2 separate regions of the Arachis hypogaea genome follow, and region 1 is linked to region 2. Evidence: chromatin contacts called from public Hi-C data. All regions are on one chromosome and are shown on one strand. Each heading gives the region's core, a stretch centred on a gene start, on an enhancer-like site or on the middle of the called end of the contact. The rest is flanking DNA. Distances are from core to core; before and after follow the strand shown.

Region 1 (5,171 bases), core at 1,405-3,904, 260 kb before region 2:
TGGATCCAAGTCACAACTAGTTGGCTATGCAGATGCTGGATACTTGTCTGATCCACATAAAGGGAGATCTCAAACAGGATACCTGTTCACATATGGTGGTACAGCTATATCATGGAGGTCCACGAAACAGACGATTGATGCAACATCCTCTAATCATGCCGAAATACTAGCGATTCATGAAGCAAGTCGCGAGTGTTTTTGGCTCCGGAGTCTGATCCAATATATTCTGTCATCATGTGGACTGATTGACCATAAGATAGCTCCAACTGTCTTGTTTGAAGATAATACAGCATGTATTGCTCAACTTAAAGGCGGATATATCAAAGGTGATAGAACACATATTTCTCCCAAATTCTTCTTCACTCATGATCTTCAAAATCAAGGGACAATTGATGTCCAACAGATCCGCTCAAGTGATAATCTGGCAGATTTATTCACAAAGTCACTCCCAAAATCTTCTTTTGAAAGATTGGTACATCAGATTGGGATGCGCCGATTTCGAGATATAAAATAATGTCCGCAAAAGGGGGAGACTGTACTCTTTTTTCCTTGGTCAGGTTTTTTTCCCATTGAGTTTTTCTTGACAAAGTTTTTAATGAGACAGTCCCTATCACAAAGGATATTGTACTCTTTTTCCTTCACTAAGGTTTTTTTTTCCCACTGGGTTTTTTCTTTAGTAAGGTTTTAATGAGGCAATAATCTTAAATGGGCATCCAAGGGAGAGTATTGTGATAAGAAAGAATTAAATGCCCATTTATGAAACTGGGCGGCTAATATTTCCTATTCAAGGCATATTTAAATTTAATGAAGGTTGAAATCAAAAGCTTCTTATCTGTATAAATAGTAAAAGCAACGATTGAAGTAATACAACAATAATAAGAATATAACATTCTTCATTTTCTCTTCTTCGTACTCTTCTCTTCTCTCTCTTATATACTTTATGTTGGGCCAACCGTGGAGAGCTCTCGACCACCGGGGAGAATTCGGGGAGGAATCAAGTGAGAGAACATAAGATGAGAAGACACCACATCCAACTCAAAACCTTAAGGTGTCAAGTTAATGGGTCTCTCATATTATAAACTCCTCACTCTTCCATGCTTTCTTTGATGTGGGACTAACTTCAACACTCCTCACACTTGCAACACTAACAATTTTTCCCTCAAGTGTGAGCCTCCACATCAAGCACCAACTCCCCCTCTTTCTAGCTCCTCCACCACCACGAGTATTCGTCCATCACACCGCCGCAAAACACCACGGGACACGCCGCCCGGACCACCTTTGCCGGAAAGACTTTCGATGCTTCACCTTGAATACTCCTTAAAACCAGGCCGATTAAACCATCGGCTCTGATACCACTTGTTGGGCCAACCGTGGAGAGCTCTCGACCACGGGGAGAATTCGGGGAGGAATCAAGTGAGAGAACATAAGATGAGAAGACACCACATCCAGCTCAAAACCTTAAGGTGTCAACATGTGGATACACACTAAGATCAAGCCATTGCCTAATCAAAGCAACTGCCTTCCGATTCAGCTTCTTCCATTCAGCATCGGATTTAGTACCTTTGGATTTATCTCTCTCCACAGGATCATACAAGTCCTTACTATACAACATATAATCAGCACAGAAATAAACAACCAAAGCTCTGATACCACTTGTTGGGCCAACCGTGGAGAGCTCTCGACCACCGGAGAGAATTCGGGGAGGAATCAAGTGAGAGAACATAAGATGAGAAGACACCACATCCAACTCAAAACCTTAAGGTGTCAAGTTAATGGGTCTCTCATCTTATAAACTCCTCACTCTTCCATGCTTTCTTTGATGTGGGACTAACTTCAACACTCCTCACACTTGCAATACTAACAATTTTTCCCTCAAGTGTGAGCATCCACATCAAGCACCAACTCCCCCTCTTTCTAGCTCCTCCACCACCACGAGTATTCGTCCATCATACCGCCGCAAAACACCACGGGACACGCCGCCCGGACCACCTTTGCTGGAAAGACTTTCGATGCTTCACCTTGAATACTCCTTAAAACCAGGCCGATTAAACCATCGGCTCTGATACCACTTTGTTGGGAAAATCTCAACAAAAGGTTCAAAACAAGAACCTGTCTAACAGCGGAAGCACCAAAAATAATTTTCCCACAACCTGTACAATTAAATAGGCAACACCAAAGATACTCCAAGCAGCAAATATAATGGCAGAAATTAAATAATCAGACACCAGAATTTTAACGTGGGAAAACCCCCAAAGGAGGGACAAAAAATCCACGGGACCTAGTCCAGAAAAATCTTCCACTATCAGAATAATGGGTACACAAACAGTCTTCCTAGTGACACTAGGGCATCTCAACAATCAACAGAATACATCACCAAAACTGGTGGAATCAACATAAACCCTCCACAAAAGTGGGTATTTCAAATCAGATAAAAGAGAAGGCAATACAACTAGCAAGTTATATCCTAATGTTCATCTCTACACCAGGAATAACATACTAAAATTTCATAAGAAATGGAGCAAGTTTACCAAGTCAATGTGATCAAGATTGGCTTGCCCTTTTTCCCCAATTTCTCTTCTCCTTCGACGGCGTGCTTTCTGTTTCCTTCTTTCTTTTCTTTTGAAAAGGGAGGCTTCAAACTCTCTCTCCCTCTCTCGTGGCTATTAGGCCACTTTCTTTTATTTATTTATTTTTCTATATTTTTTTTTTGTTTTAAAAGGTTGTGGGTCCCACTTGAGGGTGGGGACCCACCAACACTTTATTTAGTATTATTAAATACATGATTATATCTATTATATTGATATAGTAATTTTAGTAAAAATTACTACGGAAATTATCTAATTATATTTTTATATTTTATATTTGTTATCTCTTCTTTATTTATTTATTTAACAATGTGACGATTTTTTTATATGAAAATTATTATTGTGTTATTTTTTGTTATGAAGAAGTAGTGTGTATTATACATTTAAAAAAATTTTAATACTGAAATACAAATTGGAGAATAGATTTTGCATTTTAAAAATAAAAAAAAAAAAACAAAATACAAATCAAAAGATAGGTTTTGTATTACTTCACAAATCAAAGGATAAATTTTGTATTATTTTACAAATTAAAAGATAGATTTTGTGTCACTTTACAAATTAGATGATAAATTTTGTCTTTTAAAAAAAAAAATTAAACTTCACAAATTAAACGGTCAGATTTATGATCTTTATATGAAAAAAAAAACATACTAAATTTCATACATTATTAAAAAATACTACTATAAATTTAATATCAAAATTAAAAACTCATTTAATGTTGGGTTGATATTTATTGCTTATGAGCAGACCAAAGCCATCAACTATGAGCCTTGTTATACAGAGGCAAGAAAAATAATTGCGAGTCTTGGATTATAGTCTTGACTATTTTTAAAAATTTTAAATATTTAAATTTTTTACTTAAAAAAATAATTACAAAGATAAATTTAATTATTATTTTGTTATTAACTACAAAGCTCGTATATGAAATACATTGACATGTTAATTTTAAATTTTTGTTAGATCTATAAATAAAGAATTTGAAGAAAAATTATAATAATATATTAATATTTATTGATAATTAATAATACATACTATTTTAAATTTTATTTTACAAATATATGTCTAGAATTCAAAAATAAAATTAGATATGATGTTAGTTGATCATATTTGGATATATCTAAATTATCCAAAAATATTTTGGACATAATGATATACATGTTGAATAAATGTCATGTTTTAAATATGTTCGATACATGGACAACAAGTCAGCAAAATATTGTGATTCATTGAAGAAACGTTTAAGAGTATATATCCAAATAGATTTCTAAAGAATTTCGCATAAGATATTTTTGTCTCTGACCTTAATTTTATTAAGTTAAGATCCCTAAATTTTATATAAGATAAATCCTAGTTAAATTCATTGGTTTTATTTGGACAAATAAATTCTCAAAAGTATGATAGAAAGATTTATATGTCTTACGTTTATAAAATTTAGGAACTTGAACATAATAAATTAATTTTTTTGGAGACGAAAATATCCAACACGAAATTCCTTAGCGACCCTATTTGAGTATATATCTTACGTTTATAAAGTTTAGGAACTTGAACATAATAAATTTATTTTTTTGGAGACGAAAATATCCAACACGAAATTCCTTAGCGACCCTATTTGAGTATATACTCAGTTTAAACTCTCCCTTCCTATCTTCTCTTCAAAAACCTCAAGTTGCAACCACACCAACTCTTAGGCTGAAAAAAATATATATATATATATATCTCCTTCAAGAATAATGCTCAATTTTTCAAAAAAAAAAAAAGCATCCGATATTTTATTGGATAAAATCTTACTGGATAATAAAGTCAGCAGGAAATCTCACAGGATGCTGAATTGAACAACTCAAACAACTCTGTAAGAAATCATCATTGTGGAGTATAGAAAGAAACCACCACCTAAAAAGTCTACTAAAATATTACCACTACTACAACCTTTCCAAACCAAAAGAACCACCATATGACTAGATACAAAATCATCACTGTTTGCAAAACTTATCTCTCAAGTTTCATAAATGGGCCATCAAGGGTGATATCGAAGACCCGTGATGAAGCGAGAACTCGTCCTCACGCCACCATCATATTATGATCGAATCCTGCTCCGGCTTGTAGTGGAGGAACCCTATTCACTCCAACATTGTGAAGCAACTGCTGTAGCCACCTCCTAGTTGTTTGGTCTTCCTGAGTACATGAAACCAGCAACACATCATGAAAACATACTATAAGGTCCAATGAAAGAATCATTAGCTTTGGAACCGAGAATCCCATGAAGAGAGTTTTTTCGTACACCAAGTCAACTCGCCCTCCCAAGCTACATCCAGTAGTGAAAGAGAGCGAGTCGGCGAAATGTACCCATGAGTAAGTACATGTACATAACTAACTTTTTCTAGTTACTACTCTTTTCTCTTCAAGGGTTCAATCTATGACTAAATTGATCAAGCAACCCAAACACATTTTACTAAATCATATGCATATTAATTCCATAAGTAGTACTTACACGAAGGCAGGTATTAAAAGTAGCATCTCTTAACATCTCCGGAAGACAGCTTCTTAGTGCATCACAAGCCCTGCTTTAATGGAAAGCCAGTTTTGTTA
Region 2 (5,171 bases), core at 1,360-3,859:
AAAATTTAATAATGTTTATAAATAATTAAATTATAAATAATCTTTGTAAATCTTTATCTTAGTTTTGTTATATATAATAACAACATAATAAAATTTTCAATATCTTATTTAATTTAAATTTATAAATCTTATACATTCTAAAAAAATTTTAATATCTTATTTAATTTAAATTTATAAATTTTATACATTTTAAAAATTAAATAACCTATAAAATTTTTATATTCATTTTTAAATTTTTATAAATTCTTAACTATTTTATTATTTAATCATTTATAAATAAAAAATAAAATTATAAAAATTAATTTCTTTAAAATAATAAAAAAACGGCTCAACAAGTAGGCCTCGCAACATGGATCCTATCCGCGGGTACCCAATCCAACCCAACCCGGTCGGATAGGGTTACCAATCTGATTCGCTGTGGATAGGGTTGCCAATCCGATTCGCTGCGGACAGGGTTAAGTGCGGAGCGGGTAGAGTGCGGGTTGAGTCTTAACCCTACCCGCACCTGCATAATATGTATTATATATGTTTAAAAATATTATATATAGGAAATAAACCAAGGACCTTAAGTATGTGAAAAGGCTCTAACTACTGAAACCAAATTTATAAATTTGTAAACTTTACCTATTAAATTTATCAAAAATTTACAAAAAAAAAGGAGAGATCAATTCAAAAGCAAGAGCAACCTTCGGTCAAACAAATAAACGGTATCGTTGTATCTTGTATGTTTAGGGTTGAAATAAAGAAAAAAGCAGCCTTCAGTCCTTCACTTTCTCCTCTTCGAACCATGGAAGCCTTGGCACACTAAGCCCTAGCCCCTTCGCCGAACAGCTTCGTCTTCATCTCACTCACCGTCTTCGTCTGTACTCTGGGTGTTCGTCGTCTTCGCCTGTCTTCTGCTCGTCGTCGTCCTCGTCTGCCCTCTACTCGCGCCGTCGTCTTAGTTTGGTCGCCGAAGGTCAGCACTGCCTGCTCACTACTTTCTGTTCTTCGATTTTTTTTATTTTTTTTTCATGCCCTCTTTTTCTGGTTTTCTGCTCACTGCTCTTTGCTCTGTTCACTCTTTTTTTTACTGCTCTATTCTTCATTTTGTTGTGTTTGGATATTTTTCAGCCCGCAGATAGGATAGGGTTGAGTCGTGGATACTAGATAGGGTTAGGATTGGGTTCAAACCCTATCCTCCTCTACCCGTTGCCATCCCTGTCAACAAGTACCCGCTAGTTGTTTATAAATCCTTTTCCTATACTTCTCCTTGTTGTTTATATTAAACAGGCCCAGTGGCCCAGACCCACGACATCAACGACGAAAAGTAACGATCCACAGACCGCGTAGCCAATCTAGCTTCCAGGTTCCAGCCTCCGCCCTTTCCGTCGCGAGCTCCGCCACCAATCGCCGCCACAACCAAATCCTCGGCCCCCCCAGCCACCGCCATCAAAGTCATCTCGAAGCCCCCTTCTCAGGTTTGTTCTTAGAATCTCTCTCTCTCTCTCTCTCTCTCTCTCTCTCTCTCTCTCAATCTTATATATCTCTAATTCCCTATGATTGCTATGGATTAGAGATTTTATATTTCTTTGAATGCAACCGTTATAATGTGACTCTAATTGCGAATTATTCAATTTCTCTGTTATGTTTGTAATCTGAAGACAACCACTGAATTAGGGTTTCTTTTGTTTGTTTTTAGTTTTTAGTTTTTTTTGTCTGAAACATTTGAACCGGATAATCGATGGGGAAAAATGAATTTCTTACACGGAAAGCCATCGCCAATCGAATCATGGCAAAAGGGCTGCAGAAGCTTAGGTGGTACTGCCAGATGTGCCAGAAGCAATGCCGAGACGAGAATGGGTTCAAATGCCACTGCATGAGTGAAAGCCACCAGCGCCAGATGCAGATTTTTGGCCAAAACCCACATCAGATAATCGAGGGTTATTCCGAGGAGTTTGAGACATATTTCCTTGAGCACATGAAGCGCAGCCATCGGTTCAGCCGCATTGCTGCCACCGTGGTTTATAATGAGTACATCAATGACAGGCATCATGTTCATATGAACTCCACTCAGTGGGCAACTCTTACAGAGTTTGTGAAGTACTTGGGTCGAACGGGGAAGTGTAAAGTCGAGGAAACACCTAAGGGTTGGTTCATTACATATATAGATAGAGATTCTGAGACCCTTTTCAAGGAGAGGATGAAGAATAAGAGGATCAAGGCAGATATGGTGGAGGAAGAGAAGCAAGAGAAGGAGATTATGAAACAGATCGAAAAAGCTGAGCAATTGATGCAACGGTAAGATACTACTGAGGCTGATCAGGCTTCAAGGGTCGAGGCTCCGAGGGAACTAAATGTGGAAGATGGAGTTAAGATAGGATTTTCTCTTGGGGCATCGGCTAAGCCTGTGATCAAAGAGAAACATGAGTCATCGAAGAAGGCTGTGTTTGATGAGGATGAGGAAGATAAATTCGAGGGAAGGAATCTGGGAAATAGTTTGAAGAGAAAAGAGAGTGGCGGTGGAGGAAAGTCAACCTTGGAAGAATTGATTAGGGAAGAGGAGAAGAAAAAGGAGAAAATCAACAGGAAGGACTATTGATTGCATGAGGGAATTATTGTTAAGTTTATGAGCAAGGCCTTGGCAGAGAAGGGGTACTACAAGCAAAAGGGTGTGGTGAGAAAGGTGATTGACAAATATGTTGGGGAAATTGAAATGCTTCAAAGCAAGCATGTGCTGAGAGTCGATCAGGAAGAGCTTGAAACTGTGATTCCACAAGTTGGGGGCCGTGTAAAAATTGTCAATGGTGCATATCGTGGATCAACTGCGAAACTTTTGGGGGTGGATACGGATCATTTTTGTGCAAAGGTGCAGATAAAGAAAGGTGCCTATGATGGCAGGGTACTCAAAGCAGTGGAATATGAAGACATTTGTAAAATAGCACAATGAGTTTGATGAGAATAATAACCAAGTGATTGTGTGTTAAGTTGGTTGAATAACATTGTTTATTCTTATGTATCCGTCTGTAATTTTTTATCTATATGAGATCAATCATGACGATAATCTTCCCTGTTAAAAGATTGAATGCGTGCTTGATTGGCAATGGAGAATCTTTTTACTTTCCGGTAGTAAGAAAATTGCGGGGAGATGGTGATTGTAAGCTCCAAACTACAATGTTATACGTGCAATTAATGAACTACTTAATTTTGATTGGCAATGGAGAATCTTTTTACTTTCTGGTAGTAAGAAAATTGCGGGGAGATGGTGATTGTAAGCTCCAAACTACAATGTTATACGTGCAAGTAATGAACTTCTTAATTTTAGAACGTAACGGTTCAATGTTCACAAGGTTGAGGTGGTGTTGTTCTACTTACATGTATATACATTCGATTATTCTTGTATCAGTTGCACATATGAAGAAAAAAGGTTATGCATATGAAGAAGGTTATGATTATGAATTTCTTTTCTTCTGCATCATTATATTAAGATATAAACTGTAGAATATGAGAATTTCTTACTCAAATTTAAAAGGTTTATTTGGTGTGTCCAAACTACACTTTTTCATGCATAGTTTATGAAATTTCATGAGCTGATTAAGATAGATCTTCACGCTAATCTGTATATACCATGTAGTATGGAACGGGACGACTTAGAGAAGCGTTGATGCCACTCAGTTATTTTCAGAATCTATACTTCCCCTTTTATAAGATTGAACATGACTCAGAATTAGATGAAACATCAGGTAAGAATAAACAAAATCAAAGAGTTACATTTATTACATAAGAACAAAAAATTAGTAACATGTAACTCGATACATTAAAACAAAAATGAACCTTTGATCTACTACACCCTGCTGCGTTAATCTACAAAATATATCTTGACAACTCAAGTCAAGAATACCAAAATTTGTTCTACCGATGAAACACTAACAGAATACAAGATATTCAATTACAAAATTTTAAAATGGAAGTGATGAATGATTGGGCTTAAATGTTGATCATCGCCGGGTGATTTGTTTCCTCCGGTTTGATAAACTTGGAAAGCACCTTCACATCACAAATCCAATGGAAGCATCAAGAGGTAACTGTTGAAAACATGAGATGAAGTCGGTCAGCAGGCGAGTCGTAGGAGCTACACAAATATAGCAATTGAGAGATATTATATGCACTACTCTGTATACACTTCTCTTATATACCAAATAAACGCCATCGATAAAAAGTGAGAGAAGATAAAAAATTCGACTTTTATATCATAAAAGAAAGGTGTACAAGAAATGTGCACAATAAAAGTAGTACATTTCTCTAGGGCTGCACACGGATCGGATCGGATCGGATATAGCTTAAAATTCTATCCGATCCGCACTGCACTCATAGGATCGGATCGGATACGATATCCGCAATTTTTTAGGCTGGATCTGATCCGATCCGATCCGCATACTTGCGGATCGGATATCGGGTATATCCGCATAATTCAAAAGAAACTATTTTAAAATTCTATTTGGCTGTTTTTACAAAAAAATATCCAGAAAATTTATTTTTTTATCTGTTTAAGTCTATTTACTCATAAAATATTATCAATAATAGTTCTCTTGAATAACAAAAATAAAATAATAACACAAGATTTAAGTTTAATTATTCTAAGTTGAAGTACAACATAAAAGATTAAAAACAAAATATCATAAAATTCATAAAATAACACACTAAAATTCATATAACATTAGGGTTTACTTTCTTAAACTATGCTATTTATATGTGATGTGCGGATATGCGGATTTGCGGATCGGATCCGCGGATATCACTGCCGAATCCGCAATCCGATCCGACCATAGTGCGGATCAGACCCGATCCGATCCGATGACTCTGCGGATCGGATAATATCCGCAAAATTCGGATCGGATGCGGATAATTACCGCGGATATGCGGATATTATCCGATCCATGTGCAGCCCTACATTTCTCCACTGACAGAAAGTATTAATGAGTGCCATATTAGCAGTAGTAGTTGATAACATCAACATTCAAGCCCTGAGATGAGCAAGACAAGCACTAATGATCTTATGATTAAAAAGGGAACGTCAATTTTTATATATCTGTAGATAAGTTATTATAGCTTCATGCATCACTTAACAACAGTCCAACTGAGGGACTTACTTTGAAGATGTTGCTATGAAGGTTTCAGATATCCTGCTCATC

Evidence for each region. A called contact is a pair of places that touch in the nucleus more often than the background predicts.
Region 1: a Hi-C map of leaf shows a contact between it and region 2, with 2.7 times the contacts expected there. The contact joins the promoter of LOC112766547 here to the promoter of LOC140181019 in region 2. A contact is called at or near these places in 2 of 8 Hi-C or Micro-C datasets (both in leaf).

Annotation. Positions count from the first base shown.
Region 1 is chr17:3,026,520-3,031,690 of arahy.Tifrunner.gnm2.J5K5, reverse strand. It overlaps LOC112766547 (ribonuclease 3-like protein 2), which reads right to left and starts at 2,654. Exons shown (of 5, transcript XM_072223184.1): 1 at 2,529-2,654. It overlaps LOC112766141, which reads right to left. Exons shown (of 9, transcript XM_025812012.3): 8 at 5,074-5,143; 9 at 4,324-4,757. The coding sequence ends at 4,644.
Region 2 is chr17:2,767,847-2,773,017 of arahy.Tifrunner.gnm2.J5K5, reverse strand. It overlaps LOC140181019 (KIN17-like protein), which reads left to right and starts at 2,609. Exons shown (of 1, transcript XM_072223282.1): 1 at 2,609-2,929. The coding sequence starts at 2,609. The coding sequence ends at 2,929. LOC112764867 (KIN17-like protein) reads left to right here and starts at 545. Exons shown (of 3, transcript XM_072223179.1): 1 at 545-958; 2 at 1,114-1,460; 3 at 1,682-3,197. The coding sequence starts at 1,724. The coding sequence ends at 2,284. It also overlaps the pseudogene LOC112765486.